Linked DNA regions of Anas platyrhynchos: region 2 is linked to region 1. Evidence: chromatin contacts called from public Hi-C data. All regions are on one chromosome and are shown on one strand. The core of a region is the stretch at or near the end of the contact, and the rest is flanking DNA. Distances in the headings are between cores, read along the strand shown.

Region 1 (7,810 bases), core at 3,343-5,842:
AGCTCTATCACTTGAGGCAGGAACTGAACCTAAATAAAAACTGAGAACTGAGATAAACCTGAGATCACCACTCAGTGTCTTACTACCCATCCTATCCAGGCAGCTAACACTGCTCCACATCCTGATGTAAGTTAAAATTTCATCTTCAATGGACAAGTTCAAAGCTCTAGCAGTGAATAGCTGTGTGTGTCTTCTGCATACGTCCTCACTGGCTCTCAATTATTAACTCTGCTGGAGCATCTGGTCAGGGCTAGCTATTTTTGGCTGGTATTCACAGCTCCAGTTGAGTAGGCTCTGGCGAGTACACCTGGCAACACTGGCTCAGAACAACACTAACTCAGACACACAACACAAACAGGAAGAAAGGGAGAGAGAGCCTGGGTGTTATTGATATAAGATTGTATTTTTACTAGGCTAATATATAGTGTCTGCTCATTCCTGTGGGTGTGTGGAAATCTCATTTCACAACGTCACATTCCTGAAGAGCACAGTTGGCATAATTCAGATAATGCACTTTAAACGCAACTTGCATTACCTCGTCATTTTATAAACTAGACTTTGGCACTTAAATAAGTGGAGGAAAGTTAATCTCATGGAAACATGCTAGTTTCAATGCTGATGATAGTTCTGCCGCCATCATTCCTCCTATCAAGCAAACCTAATTGCTTTGTTTTTGTGGGCTCTTAGGCAATAGCATTACTATGAGTGGAAAAAATAACAAAACTGACTGTGCTGACTTCTGATCAATCACCACGTAGCCTTTGAACATCAGACTTTTAAGTGTCTCTTCTTTGCCAAAAAAATTAATGAGCCAAAAATAAGTACCAAAGGTTGGAACCAGCTCTGTCTCAGCTGTATTCTATACCACAGTCACACTAGAGGATGAGGAAAGAGAGAAAAAGAGTGAAAGAAGAAAGCAAAGATTAGTAATAATTGCATTATGACTTCTTTTCCTTCATTTTTAGGTATGAGCTACAACAAGAACCATATGAAACTCCTGGTAGCCAAAGTGCAACTAGGTCACTTTAGCTTTCATCAGTTTCAAACAGACTAAAAATTAGGAATGAACAATAAACAGTTCAGCATTTCATACACACATAGAGCTAAACAGAAAAAGAGTCGGGTAAAGGAATTAGCTTTGTATCGTACGGAGTTCCAAAAAGTAGCTTCTGGAATGGCCCAAATTGTCTTTTAGTTTCCCTTTGGATCTTTCATTTTGTAGATCCTCGTGTATTTTTGTGAGACTGCTGTTGCACTGAGGGTTTCTTCAGCTTCAACTGTGCAGTACAATATTGCTCCATAAGTCATAGCTTCAGATCTAACACCTGCTAGCTTGCTTTAAATGTACCATCACCTCAATTACACTAAAACTTTGATATCTGCATTCATTACCACCAACTGTTTTAATTATCATAAACAGGATGCTGTTTTTATGTTTTCCTAGGATGTTGTAAAGACAAATTCATGAGATGGAGATTAGATATAAATGTCATTTCATTGTTTAATGGCCTGAATATAGAGAAAGCAATTTATGTTGCAAGCTTAGAAACTCACTTCTTACACTGGACATTTTGCATCTTGAAGCCAGACCCAGTCCAAAATAGTTTGATTGATAAAACACTTCATTCTGGAAAAAATATCCACAAGGCTTTTGTTTTGTTTTCCATTAAGGAGAAAACATACATTCTAATGTCTAAAAATATCACAAGGGATTATTGAAGTGACCCAAAGGAGCATGCTTTTTAAATCGTCCAGATCTTATCAAATTCCACTACAAACATATAGATTTTTAAATTATTTTTCAGTAATATTTCAGCCTCTTCTCCATGTATTTCCCAAGATATTTTTTTGGCAACAATAAATTTATTTGGTTTCCTTTAACAAAATTGGCAGAAGCACTCTCAAGACAAATTAAAAAGAACCATGCTGACTGAAGTAACACTGTCATTATCCTGCCAGTAAGCCCCTCAAACCTAGAGGTTGTGGTAGAAGAAAAAATAAAATAAAATAGTACAAGCAATGACAGAATCCCACAACTTTTGAATAGGCCAGGTCAGAATAAAACTCCAAGAGGAAATCACATCCAGTAGGATGATATTTTTGAGTCATGTTAAGGTCAATACTTTCAAAGTAAATAAAATCAAAAACTCTGTAGGTTTGCATTTCTTAGGTAAAAAACTTAGATCATGATTTCAGCAAGAATGGCTTAAGGTTCAATCAAAGGTTCAGAATACAAACTTGCAAAAGCCAAAAAATTCTTTTGACTTACATAATGTTTTACTTAGGAAAAAATAAAATCTGAAAAAATTCAGAATGTCCATTTTGTACGTACTTTCCACATGAAGTGTCTTGCCTTTTTCTGACTGAAATTACTATTGGATTTCCACATTCCTTTATAAACAAAAAACTTAAATCTCAAAACGTATTCTACTATGTTTTTTTCAATATTGAAATTTGGAGATGGATTAGCTAGCCATTCTCATGTCACAGGTAACTCTTTCACAAACTGGTATGAAATACCAGTTTCGGAACGATTACATCCTTGCTGCAATGAGAGGAGGACTTGGGACCTGAGGCCTTGGATGCCAAAGCCACCATATGCAAGGTCACAGGACTGGAGAGTTACATTTGAATTGCCACTTCTAGTATTTGCCACTGTTCCACATTATATTATACAGCTGTTTCAGAGAGCTATTGACATAAATATTTGCACAAACAACACAGACGTATGCATAAATATAATCTTGGTATGGGAAACTGTCTGGATGGTTTTCTGACCATGTACTTTTTAGGCTCATTACCTCGCCAAATACAGCACTGGCATTATTTGAAACAAAATTTTTAAATGTGGCCATCAAGTGGTGGAAGTTCAAAACTGCATCTTAAAATCTAAATTTGGCTCTGTCTAAGCCAAATAAATGACGCAAAATCATGTTCACAAGAAACATTTTTTGTGATGGGAAGTATAAGGAGTATTTCATACCAGGTATTTGGGGAAAAAGAATTAAATAAAAATAGAGAATGCAATAAGCCATTTTTGGGGTATCTAAACTAGACTAAAAAAAATAGTTAAGTAAAGCCATCCTTGTGCATCAGAGTATAAAGGCAATTACCTATGGATAAAGAAAAAGATAACCTTTCCTAATAGTCCATGGTGGAAATGTTACTCCTTCCCCCAGGATATTTGCTACTAGTCTTTTCTTAAAAGAGGAGGAATATTGGAGTAGACAAACCACAGCGCTGACACACTATAGCAGTTCCTTTTTCAAGATAGCACGAAGAACTGCAAGTTGCTTCCATACTCAGATCTCCTACTGAGGGCCCTGCTCATCCACAGTGACCATGGAAGTAGTGATTTACAGACAGGTACATTTACATTAACCAAGTATTTAGTTGCAGTTCTAAATACATATATATATATTTCCATCAACTACTCATGACTTTAATATACTGGAAAATCTGCTCTAACAAAAAGATTTTATTAGTAGCATATAAAACAAAAGAGCAAAGGGAACATTTCTTATATAAAGGACGTATATGAAACTGCAAAGAGTTTGTTCAGATTCCAACATTCAGCATAAAATCCAAATTGTTATAGTTATGTCTGAGTAGAGAAGAAACTTCTGGCGCAATTTATAAATCAACTACCAGGCTTCCTTGTTCAGCAAATTAACTACCTCGTTAAAAGCAGAAAGAGAAGGTTACAAAAGCACCTTGGGGTGAATATAGTTCTGGACAGGACAGGAGTCTTCCCTCAGCTAGCAGGAGAGAAACTTTCCCTCACATGAGAGGAGAGGAGAGGAGAGGAGAGGAGCCTTCCTTACCTCAGGTGACAGGACAGGAGCCTTCCCTGAGGTGAGAGAAGCTTTCCCTCAGGTGATTGGAGAGAAGCCCGCCCTCATGTGACAGGACAGAAGCTTTCTCTCAGCTGACAGGACAGAAGCCCTGAGCTGACAGGACAGAAGCTTCCTCTCAGGTGAGAGGAGAGGATCCTTCCCTCAGGTGACGGGAGAGAAGCTTTCCCTCAGATGAGTGAAGAGAAGCCCTCCCTTAGCTGTTAGAACAGAAGCTTTCCCTCAGCTGACAGGACAGAAACTTTCCCTCAGGTGAAAGGAGAGGATCTTTCCCTTAGCTGGCAGGAGAGAAGCTTTCCCTCAGGTGACAACAGAAGTCCTCCCTCAGGTGAGAAGAGAGGAGACTTCCTTACCTCAGGTGAGAGGACAGAAGCCTTCCCTGAGGTGAGAGAAGAGAAGCTTTCCCTCAGGTGAAAGGAGATCTTTCCCTCAGCTGGCAGAAGAGAAACTTTCCCTCAGCTGACAGGACAGAAGCTTTCTCTCAGGCTAGAGAAGAGAAACTTTCCCTCAGGTAAGAGGAGAGGATCCTTCCCTCAGCTGGCAGGACAGGAGCCCTCCCTGAGGTGAGAGAAGAGGAGCCTTCCCTGAGGGAAAACGCTGAGCACTTTGGGCCAGACAGCACCTCAGCATTGTGCTGAGGACAAGCTGGGAGAAAAGAATTTGCTCTCTATGCAGGAAAGTTTGTTTATAAACTCTGCTTCTTCCACTTTTCATGACAACTCAGGCAGGTATACTCAAAACAGCCTGTCTGACTCAGACTTTGTTTGCAGTAGCCTTCATGCTCAATAGCAGTGCTATTATGCCCGCCATCTTACCAACCTTGTGGGGTTTACTTAGAGAATTCTTCTGTCTTGATGCTATAGATTTTCCTGAAAATTTTATCCCTGCCAAGTTCACAATCATCAAAACTGATGCTCCCGGGGGGAAGAATAAATTGGGATGGCCCAGAGGACTGGCGTTAGTCATGTCATATTGTACACGTACTAACAGATTAAGAGTGGGGTCTCTCAGATGCTTTCACTTGTATTATTTTTAGATTTTTACATTTTGTGCTTTTACTGGAGAAAAGCACTCTACCCTTTTTTCTGGCTTTTCTGTAGTTTGCATGGGACTAACCAAAAGCTGCATGAACAGTGTATTCCCATCTAACACATAGGTTTTCTTCACAAATTAAAGTGATTTAGCATATGCAGCTAAAAAGGGGGAAGAAGGGGCTGTGGTGTCAGACATGCAGTCATTGCCAAAGATTTCCTTTGCTAAACTGTTGTTTCACAGATCTGGTTGCCAACATTGCATGGAACAATGTTGGGAGGAAGGAAATCATTGTGTTCAGCTTTTTCTGCCATTGCTTGTAAGTTAATTCCCTGGGGCTTTACAGGGACAGATTCTAGTCCAAACAAGAAGAGGCAAGTGGATATCTGTCTACAAGCAAAGAAACCAAGGAAGAGATTTTTAGTGAATTTAGTAAATACTGTAATCAATGGTAATTTATAGCTCAGAAATCAACCTCTGATTAATTCCCCAATGTTGTTTTGCTTTCACCCCTATTACTTTCTTTTAAACACACCTCCATCCAGATAAAAGCTTCTTTGTAGTATTAGTTTATTTAGAGATTTCAACATGTGATGAAAAAGCTTCAAGTGGGAGAAGCAGAACCAGCTTTGGATCCAGGCAAATTTTGCACTCACCAAAACAAGTTTGAGCCAAATTTAGTAGTGCCATATGACATGCTCTTGGGGAGTGAGAGGCTGGCTGTAGGCCCAGATCTGACAAAGATCTTTTGCACATTTTTATCTTTATCCTCTGTGAATAGTCCCAGTGATCGTTCTGTCAACCTGAAGTATTAAAAAATCATCAGGCTGGCCTGTAAGATTTAAAAGATGTGGTCTTTAAACCAAAGAACTATTTTTTTTAAGAAAAGGTATTTTTTAATTTGCTTTCTGTTTACTGAGCCTTAAGGAAACATCTGTGTCATGTTTTCCAGTCTTTTTCTGTGCAATGACAGCACTAGGAACATTTTTTTCCCCAAATGAATTTGGAGGTTCTGCAGATTTATGACTTTCAGAAATGGGATTTTAGGCAGATGTCATACATTGTAAGATTCTTGGTAGGAACTGAGAGAATCAGCTGCATAGTCAAAACAGCACTGAGTCACTGAAGCACTTGCTTAAGGCTTACAGAATCAGGGCCTTGGATCATATCTTCTTTGAGGTAAGAATTATAATTGCACTGTGTCTAGGTGATGCACAAGCACTTATGTGTGTGTATACCTTCACTCTTCTGGTAACTGATCTATGTATCTGCTTCAGTCTTCTCATTGCATTAGTTTTGGTCCCTCACATAGCTGGTCCTCTTCAGGTACCAGTGACTTAAAGACAATGACAGGCCTATGACAGACTCTCTTACCATGTAGAAATCACTGGGGGGAATGAGGAAGATGACAGAGTCAGATTTTCCTTCATAAAGACATGCAGGGCAGATATCTTTTGGAAAAAGCCAGTATACCCACAGCTCTGGAAAATACTGTGGAATTTCTCCAGATAACAACCAGATAATTAAATGGTCTGTAAATGAGGACAACATAATTAGTGTGTACTTGGAAACAAGAGAGATACTGGCATTCAAAGCTTAATATTGATAAATTTTAATTAAATATTAAAGCAGCTTAGGGGCTGACCTAAAGTGTTGGCAGTGAAATAAAGCTAAATCTAAGAATGTTTGTTCTAGAAGCAGCACTTTGCAGCCCCAGCTAAGATCAACCAATACTGCTACAAGGTTGTACAAAAAGCACAAGTACTTCTGTCCCAAATATCTTGATGTCTTAATGAAATAGAGTGAGTTTTACACATGGATAAATATAGCATAGAGAGAGTGATTTGTCCCTGGTAAAACAAAGTGTTTATGAGAGAAGAGCTGAATATAAATTCCAAGATTGAAGGGTATACTTCAGCTACAAGAGCACTTTTCCTTGCCACTTTTGTGACAATTCACTTTGTTATTTTATAGTGTAATAGAAATATTTTTATTTTAGTTTCACTGAAGAGTTCAGTTAAATACATATTTACTTCCCCCCCCCCCCCCCCCCCCCCACACACACAATTTGTCTCTATCCACTCCTGTCTTTGTCTGTGAGTCTATGTCTAAGGCAGGATGAGACTGGATTATCACAGAGTAAAACAACGCTGCTGCTAACTAGGTTGGTTCACATTTGAACATGGACAACAAATGTTGCAGGCAGGTTGAGTTTCATATATTAAAATTCCTAGCTGAACTATTAAAATCTATTTTCATAAAAAACAAACGGACAAACGGAAATGAAAGCAGGTTTGTCTGCCTTGCAAAAAAAAAACAGATAAACAGTGAAGCAGAGCTCTGCCAAAAATCTCTGTTTCTATGGGCAGTGCTAGCAGATAAAGTTAATGAAGTGTCAAAATTATTCTGTGGCAGCATCTATGTCTTTCCAGACTGGAAAAAATGTATTTTCCTTTGAAAGATACTATCTTTATCCAACCTCCCTCTAAACCTAATTATTTATAGATTCTAATTACTGATTTCCCTATACTGATCCCTCCTTGCGTACACCCCTCTTTTGGGGGCAGAGTATAAGCAAAAGTTTTGCAGCATTTTTAGGGACTCTGTGTTAGTGCAGCCTCAGCACTGTCCATAGGACTGGATAGGTCTCAGTATAAAAGTGGTTCTGTGCATTTTTCTTTCAAAAGATCCTGATTTGTTAATTCTTTCTCAGGAAAATAAAAATTTCACTGGAATTCTTTGCAAGTTTTCTTGAATCTAAACTACTTTGGATAAACTTACAGAATAAAAAATACCTGTGGGCTACGAGGCTTGTCCCAAAGCTCATCAAACGCAGAAATATCCTTTGACTATAAGAACACTATATTGTATTATTGAATTCATAAATCACCTAATTCCTTAGCTCATTATAAATAACCAAAGAA
Region 2 (7,810 bases), core at 2,282-4,781, 200 kb before region 1:
AAAAAATGTCTTCCTAGAACTGTGCTGAACTTCTGCTGAGAATGCTTAGAAAACTTCAGCTTTGGGAAATTTTACATTTTGTTACAATTTCATAACAGTAGGACATTTATTTGGAAAACATAGAATTTACTGTTTTTTTCTAAGCTTTATACCAAGATTTTCCCCAAGATCAGAGAAAGGGACTCATTTCCATCATTTCCCCATCATTTTTTACACACTGGTTCACTGATTTTTTTTAATCAGTGGGATGGAAACGTTTCATGCAAGATGGGGTCTCACTGCACAGGGGCCACAGCCACATTACACTGACTGCAACTGAGCCACACCTGGGCATACCAACAAAGGAGCCGGTCTATTTTATCCTATTTTCATTGTCTAAATGTTTTTGTACGAACGTTGGAGAAGAATCGCCATTACTGGCCGCTAAGAAGAGGCCAGACAAGCATCCAAAGGCTTGAGGTTTCAGAGCAGGCAGAGGAACAGGACTAGACTCTTTGGGTGTATGATTCTATGGCAACACCACAATCTCTGCAAAACTGTATGGTTTGTTCCCAGAACCATAAATCTAGCCTGGCATCATTGGAAACTCAGTGCTAGAGACCTTGGTTTAATTTCAGATTTACTGCAGTAACCAAAACTGAACAAAGTAAGCCCAAGTCTGAGCCTCCTACCTGAACCTGTGATTTGTGGAGTGAAAGTTGTTTGCATTTTCTGGTACTTACAAATTCCTACTGGATCAGAAATGTCACAATTGTTTTATGTCATGGCTTACAGAAAAAAACAGGAGCCAGAGCTGTTGCCCCAAACAAACTCTTGAGTCTTAGTCTGTTGGTGGGTGATGAAGGAATAGTGCAGTGCACTAATTTTTGTTGAATTATCTAATGTCCTCATGTAAATGAAAGACTGTAGTGTCAGGCAGTAACTGAGCCTTTAATGAGAACATTAATTTCTGCTCTATGATTCAGCATTTTCCTTGATGGTCCCTACCAAAGTTAAGAAGGGCAAAAATATATGCAGCTTTTTATTGACTGATCCCAAGCCCTGTGGAAATGTCCTTCATCTTTAAGAATTAAGGTTCCATCAACTACTGTACCAGTAAGTTAATTAAAATGCATTTACTTATTTTACTCAAATTAATCTATCCAGTTTTATAACTGAAGTCATAGTCAAGTCCACATGCCATTGCTGAACTCTTTACTCTTGGGGTCTGCATACACTAAATAAATATTGGATTCCTAATCAATAGGTCCAAACTAGTGAGTGCCATAAGGCTTGCTGGTCAAAACTGGCATCTCACCACACTGTCTTAAGGCCACCTAGAATTTGAAATTACATTTTAAAAACTGTGTTTAATTTTTACCACATTTAAAGTAGACAATCAAATTGTCTGCAGTAAAGTGTATCTAAAGAGTTCATACCTTCCACTTGAAAAAGCACTGGACAACCTCTTAACGAGATAAGAATCTAATTATATATGTTTAAAATGACATTTAGAGGCCTCAGTACTTTTCATACTCGGTCTCAGATCTTAGAGCTGGCATCTGTTTCTCCTTTTAGTTAAGGAAAGGAAAGACTATTTACATATTCTTAGGAGTATATCTCCAATTAAATCTTTTTCAGAACTGCACTCTCAACATCTCATATTAAGTTTCTTGGCAGACAAGTATCTTTTTCTTTAAGAGATTTATTTATTCAGTTGGATACTTTTTTTCATCCTTTGCCTGGGCATTTGGAGTCTTCAGCCTCACCATCCTATAATTAGAAAAATGACCCTGCTCAGAAGTTTTAGAGCTCTGCTCCAAAATTTATTCACCTTTTTAGTGATGTGGCTTCATCTAGTGACTGCCCTTCTAATAATCTGCAGCAGTAGAGTGGAGTAAATTTAATCAGGGATTTAGAAATTGATGTTATTGTCAAGGACCAACAGCCAAAGCAAGAAACCAGATCACCGAATGATAAATAAGACTTCCACATTTATCATTCAATGAGAGGGGAAGGTGGGTGGGAAAGAAGAGCAGCACAGGGGAAATGCATACTTGTGGAGGACTTTCAGAAGTCACAAGACAGTCCTTTTATAACAAATCCCTTCTATCCAAAGGAAGCATAAACACTTATTTCTACCCCCCAAACCATAGGTACTGTATCCCATTTCCTAGCTTCCCTAATGAAACCTGTATGTATTTTCTATTTAGTTTTCAGATAACGGAGCTGTCTGCTCAGGTGTCTCAGCAGAGACCAAATGATTATATTCGACATCAGCTCCCCGGCGTCTCATCCACCGCCTTCACAGGGTAGAAGAACAGAAGCATATTCTCACTTCTCCAGATATCTGACAAAAGGATGTCTTTTGCAACATGCCAGGAAAGTCAGATCTGGACTACTTTGGACTAGAGTAGGAAGCAGATTCCAGAGTATTTCAGACTCCTCATAAAAGATACTCTGTCAGCACCCTCTGAGTAATGGAGCGGGGCGGATTCCTCCCCCTCTCGCAGTACTGCTGTTGACATCAGCGCCAGCAAGACTCACTGGGTCTGCCCTCGGTGGCACCACTGTGAATCTCATTGACCTCTGAGTTATTCTTCTTTTGCACAACACTGGAATCCAATTTACCAGAAATAGATATTCAGGATTTAGTATCTAAGATCAGTAAAGAGAAGCAGTCTTTGGCCTGTTAGATCTAAACTGCATTTCCTTGTTATAACAAAAGTCCAGATTCAGTCCAAGTCCTTGTTAAGTCCAGGCTCAGCGTTGGTAACACTTCGCTGGTATCCAGCCTTGCCATCCGTACAGCACACAAGCAATGCTATCTGCATTTTCTGACCAATACATGGAGTTCTCAATCTGCCAAAGGTACCAGGGACCAGGTTCAGGTGTGCAGCCTCCATAGCTGTGCTCCCTTCACAGGGGGGGGCCACCAGAGCTACAGAAAAACACGATTCCAGTATGCAGCTGTATAGCCTATAAATCTGACCTGCATTTTCATCAAGGACTTTTGCTCTGAATCGCTCTCGACAGGAACCTCTCTGTTCCCAGCACAGCAGAATGACCATTTTGGTCAGCCCTGAAGTTCGACGAAGTTTTTTCAGCCACTCCCCAGCTCCTGCTTTATGGGAGCGAGGAAATCTTTGTGGTGCTCAGGGACAAACCAGACCACATGATGTCAGTTTAAAGCAAGTCTCTGGCTAAAAACAACAACAACAACAAAAAACAGATTAAACCCCATGACCAAAAAGTCAGCTTGATACAATTTATCATTTGTTTTATGTAAGCTCTGGTCCACAACCAGGAGCTGGAAACCCTTGCCTCAATGTGATGCAGCACATCGATGGCCTGTTCAGAAGCAGGAGGCCTGGAAATAAGCTGTGAGTGATCGGTGCTTTTACTTCTCTTCCTTACTGCTGATTTCAGGGCAATTCCCTCCATGTTACGAACCAGATGAGATTCTGTCTCCAGAGCAAGACAGAGGCTGTAATTCCACCCAGGGGACGGGGTGTGGTTTGCAGACACCGATAAACCACGGCACATCCCCTCTTGTGGTTCATGATGTCATTGGAATGACTCAATACAACTACAGCCTGTGTCAGTCTGCGTGTATATTATTCTACTGAAATTAAAGCTTTTGAAATAGGAGCTTATTGTTTTTAATAACTTCAGTTATATAATTCCTTTCTCATGTTAGTGCTTCAATAAACATTTCTCATGTTAAATTTTACTCCAAACCTATCCTTGCCAGTTTTAGGCTCAGAGCTGATATATTGGAATAATCCTCTTCGTTTTAAGTCCCACAGACACTGCGCTGTTCACATGATGTCATTCTGTGTATATTCCTTCATTTACTACTGGTGAGTCATTATTATCGTAGCTAATAGAAAGAGGATTATCTCTTTATTAAATCAAAGGCATGGCATTTTGTTGTTGGTGGTGGTGTGCCTCCTTGATTTTTAACCCTTTCAATTACATGAGTCAGGATTTTTCGTCATGGGCCGCAGTCAGGAACAAGAACACAGCTGCTGCTAGAAGCTTGCAACAAAGCGGTCAGGGAAATTAAGGTGCAATTCCTTCCTCAGTCATAAACCTCTTGGGTGATCTTGGGTAAGCCACTTGGAACCAAAGCAGCAACAAGTGTCTAAGTCTTTGAGAGTCAGGATCTTAGTCTGACACCTTTTAATTCATAAAATTAATTTGTACCTCAACGGCAGTGTTATGATTATAATATATTACAAAGGCAGCAGCAACACTCATAATAAGGCTTTAATATAAATGAAGTGATCACCATTGTGACAGTCAGAAATACGGCTAGCTGTGAAAGATGTACAAACTCTACCATACAGTTCAGGAAGGCAAATATTCATCCCAGTAATCTTTTCTAGGGAGCAGCTCTCAAGCAATAGAAGTTATTTTTCAGAAGGCTGCAGAGGTATGAAGAACTAAAAGATTAGCTGGAGAAATTAAAAACGTCTGCATTTAATACAGAACCAGTGAGAAACCTGATTTTTTTAATAGGAAATTTCAATGCTTAAAATGTTTTCATTCTAAATTAAAATGACATATTTTCCCCAGGAATCAAGATTTCTAAGGCCTTCCAAGATTTAGAATTAGCTTACTATTTGGCTTAAAGTTAAATCATTTCATTTTGGCAAAGCAAAACCCATTTCAGTACGATTATGTAGAAACAATAAGGTACCGTACTAAACGTGAATACATGTTACTGAATATCTACACTTCCAACCTTAGCATAAACTTAAAACCTAAACATTAATAAAAGTGATAAATTCAAAACAAAATATTTCAACTTCATAAAATCTTCCCTCAAAGCCAAGATGCTTCTTTTTCTTTCTCATGGAAAAAAATTGCCAAAATTGATACCCTCCCTGGAGAAGCATTTCAATGTTAGTGAAACTGCATTTATCAGCAGAAAACTGCTCTGTCAAAAAATTTCAAAGAGCTCTCTAATTTAAACAGTGATTGCTGCTGCGATAGAAACAAAAGCTGTCCATTTGCACTATTGCAAGAAGAATGATTCCAGAAAGCAGCTCCTAGACCGGTGATATCTCTTTACAGTAATCTCAAAGTCTCCATGAATGGCTGGTAAGGAGGCATTAGAATGGCCTGCCATCAATCGTGGCTTTCTCTGCTTTAAAGCAAGAGATGCCAAGTCAGCCATCACCTTAGAGGAAACAGCAGCTGCGGGTAGAATGCACAAGATTGAATGAAATCCTACTGGCACATTTCCTTCTCTTATCTACCCTGAAGCCCATTATCAGACAGCGGATTATAATAAAGAACACAAGGTTGAAACAATTATCCATAGACGCATTTGAGGACTCACAAATCTGCTAATGTTACTAACAAGCTGAGTTACCCATTGCAGAACACTTCAGCACTCCAGACGAAGGCTTAACTGTTAATGAAACCTAAATCTCAGCTCCAGAGATAAATTTCAAGCTTCTTGTGGCTTAAACCTGGAAGCCAATACATCACGGAAACTTTTAAGAATTATCTAAAGAACAAATAATGTTGGTAAGTCGCCATAATGAAATCTCGATTTCATGTCTGAGGGATCTAAGAAGCCAACATATTGTCACCGAAATAATTTCTTATGTTTTTGTGATGGCATGCCAAAATCCACCGTTAAAATACTGTGGCAGTGGTCTCAGAACCAGGATATGAATCCCTTTAACAGGAAAGAACAAGCTTCTGGATTCCCAGCCTTACCAGTATTTTAGTGACCGGTGTCAATCTGATACTGAGAAAGTAAACAGCTTTAAAGACGCATGTCCTCAGAATGATGCCACTTCAGTAACTAGGAGCCAGGAAATCCAGGTTTACAGTTCACTTTTGTAACAGATTTCCTTCATGATGATGGAAAGGTTTTTTCCCTAAAGAGAATTTAACTTTAAAATTATATTGAAGTTATTTTATCATTATTATTATGACACTATTTATAAGAGGTGCTTATTTTGGAATAAGAACGCCTTTTCTGTTAAATAGGTGCATACCATTTTCAAAAGAGCATATACTAAATGGGAAAGAGTGGGGGAAACAAGGCATTCTTATTCCAGAAGTTATCCAGCCAGATCTGAAATGGGATAACTACAGTGGTATAGACAAGCTTTGAGACAAGCTTATGAGACACCTTGGGCCCAGGCCACAAAATACCTTGAGGATTAGGGTCCAGACCTTGAACTTGACTTGATACTCTTGGAAAGCTGGGGCAGAAACCGATGGACAATTTGGTATTCTCATTGCAGTGGTTCCTGAGGAAGTGCATTACAATGTGATCAACAACAAAATCTCTGTCCTTCAGCACTCTATCTGTACAGTAGGTATATGTAATGGGGATAATAGATATCATACATATAACCAGACGCTACAAAAGGTTTTTGTCAATCATTTCTATTTAGGCTGGAAATATCTAAAGATTAATAAGCTTTGTGTATTACAGAAACACTTAAAGACCTCTTGATGGAAATATACCGATAATAAACTGTATCTTAACAGATGCTTTCTTTAACAGACAACTGTACTGTGCTGAAGAAACACCGCACTTAACCTTGACTGCATAAATCAGTCATAAGAAGCTATTTCCCCATCTCCCGATTTCATATACAAACGTAAGGATTTGTGTGAATGTCTACAAAACGTATAGGTAGACACCATGCTGTACTCACACAAGCTCACAGGGAGCTAAGGCACTCCCCACTAGAGGGGGAAGAAGAGCAATTGCTTTGGCTGAACGCATGAAACATAACAATCAAAACCACAGTCAGGAGAGTAACATACAATTCTAAATGGAACTTGAAAACTTGAGAAGTCATTTAAGGGAACCACATTAAATGCTAAAATGTTTAATGGGACCCATGTGTCTCAGGCAGAGAAAGAGAGTGAGAGAAATGTAACAGAGGAAATCAAGGAGACAATATGTCTGTGCGACTTGTTCTAATTAGGGGCACAGTGCTGGTGAGGATCATTCATTATAATTTAGTTAAATCTTTAGCATGGCAAAGGCACCTCTGTATAGTGGTATAAAACAAAAGACCCCCAGTCATAAACCAAGTTAAGGCCCATAGAACAGAGGTTAATTTCAGTCATTTGTGAATGCTAAAGGCAGTACATCACATGAATACCAGCACTTCTTTATTACCGCAGAGTTGTGCTCCAGCTAGCAGATGTCTGCAAATTTGGCATGTGGGGGGTGGTACTGGGGAGGGCAGTGGCGCATTGTCTCCAACTTGTCTGTCGCTTAACTGAGTAGATCTGTCTGTTTCTTTTAGCAGGGGTGGGAAAGGAGTTCAAAGAAAGAATCAAAACAATCCATCCATCCAAGCTTTGGAATATCTGAACTGAACCCAAATATCACCAAGCACTTCCCAATCTCTGCTTTGAAACAAGAGAGCGGACGATGATTTGCAGCCGTTTGGGATGATTTACACGCACGCAGCATGTGTAGCACTTACTGCAGCGTTATTTTAAAACTTATAAAGCATCAGAAGGCTGAAGGGGGTCAGGTTCAGGTTTGTGACACCAGCTTGCGTCACTGCGCAGCAGAGCCACAGAACAGCTTCGGCTGCACTTCCTCAGTGCAAATCAGGGCCACAGCAGACCCAATTCACATCACGTTTGCCATTGTGTATTTCAGGAGTAATTCTATCTAAATATGGGTCAGATTCTTAGCTGGTGTAAAGCAGCTGAGCTGCCTGCATTCCAGTGCAGATAAACTAATTCACACGAGCTGAACGCCGGCCCAGCAGAATTACGTTGCTGTAAATCCAGTGCAAGATCAGAACGGAGTTAACCTGGGTTAGCGCTG

The links. A called contact is a pair of places that touch in the nucleus more often than the background predicts.
Region 2: a Hi-C map of F5 follicle shows a contact between it and region 1, with 2.1 times the contacts expected there. The contact joins the enhancer-like site here to the promoter of ANKFN1 in region 1. A contact is called at or near these places in 4 of 8 Hi-C or Micro-C datasets (F1 follicle, F5 follicle, liver and 1 more).

Annotation. Positions count from the first base shown.
Region 1 is chr19:5,644,546-5,652,355 of IASCAAS_PekinDuck_T2T, reverse strand. It overlaps ANKFN1 (ankyrin repeat and fibronectin type III domain containing 1), which reads right to left and starts at 4,592. Exons shown (of 22, transcript XM_072025674.1): 1 at 3,825-4,592.
Region 2 is chr19:5,846,607-5,854,416 of IASCAAS_PekinDuck_T2T, reverse strand. LOC106014785 (a long non-coding RNA gene) reads right to left here. Exons shown (of 3, transcript XR_001186355.5): 2 at 6,160-6,257; 3 at 4,231-5,879. Among named protein-coding and RNA genes, the nearest start is that of C19H17orf67, 35 kb to the left of the region's middle. Within about 2 kb of position 3,531, at least 3 of the 8 cell types and tissues checked have an H3K27ac peak or open chromatin away from gene starts, as enhancers often do.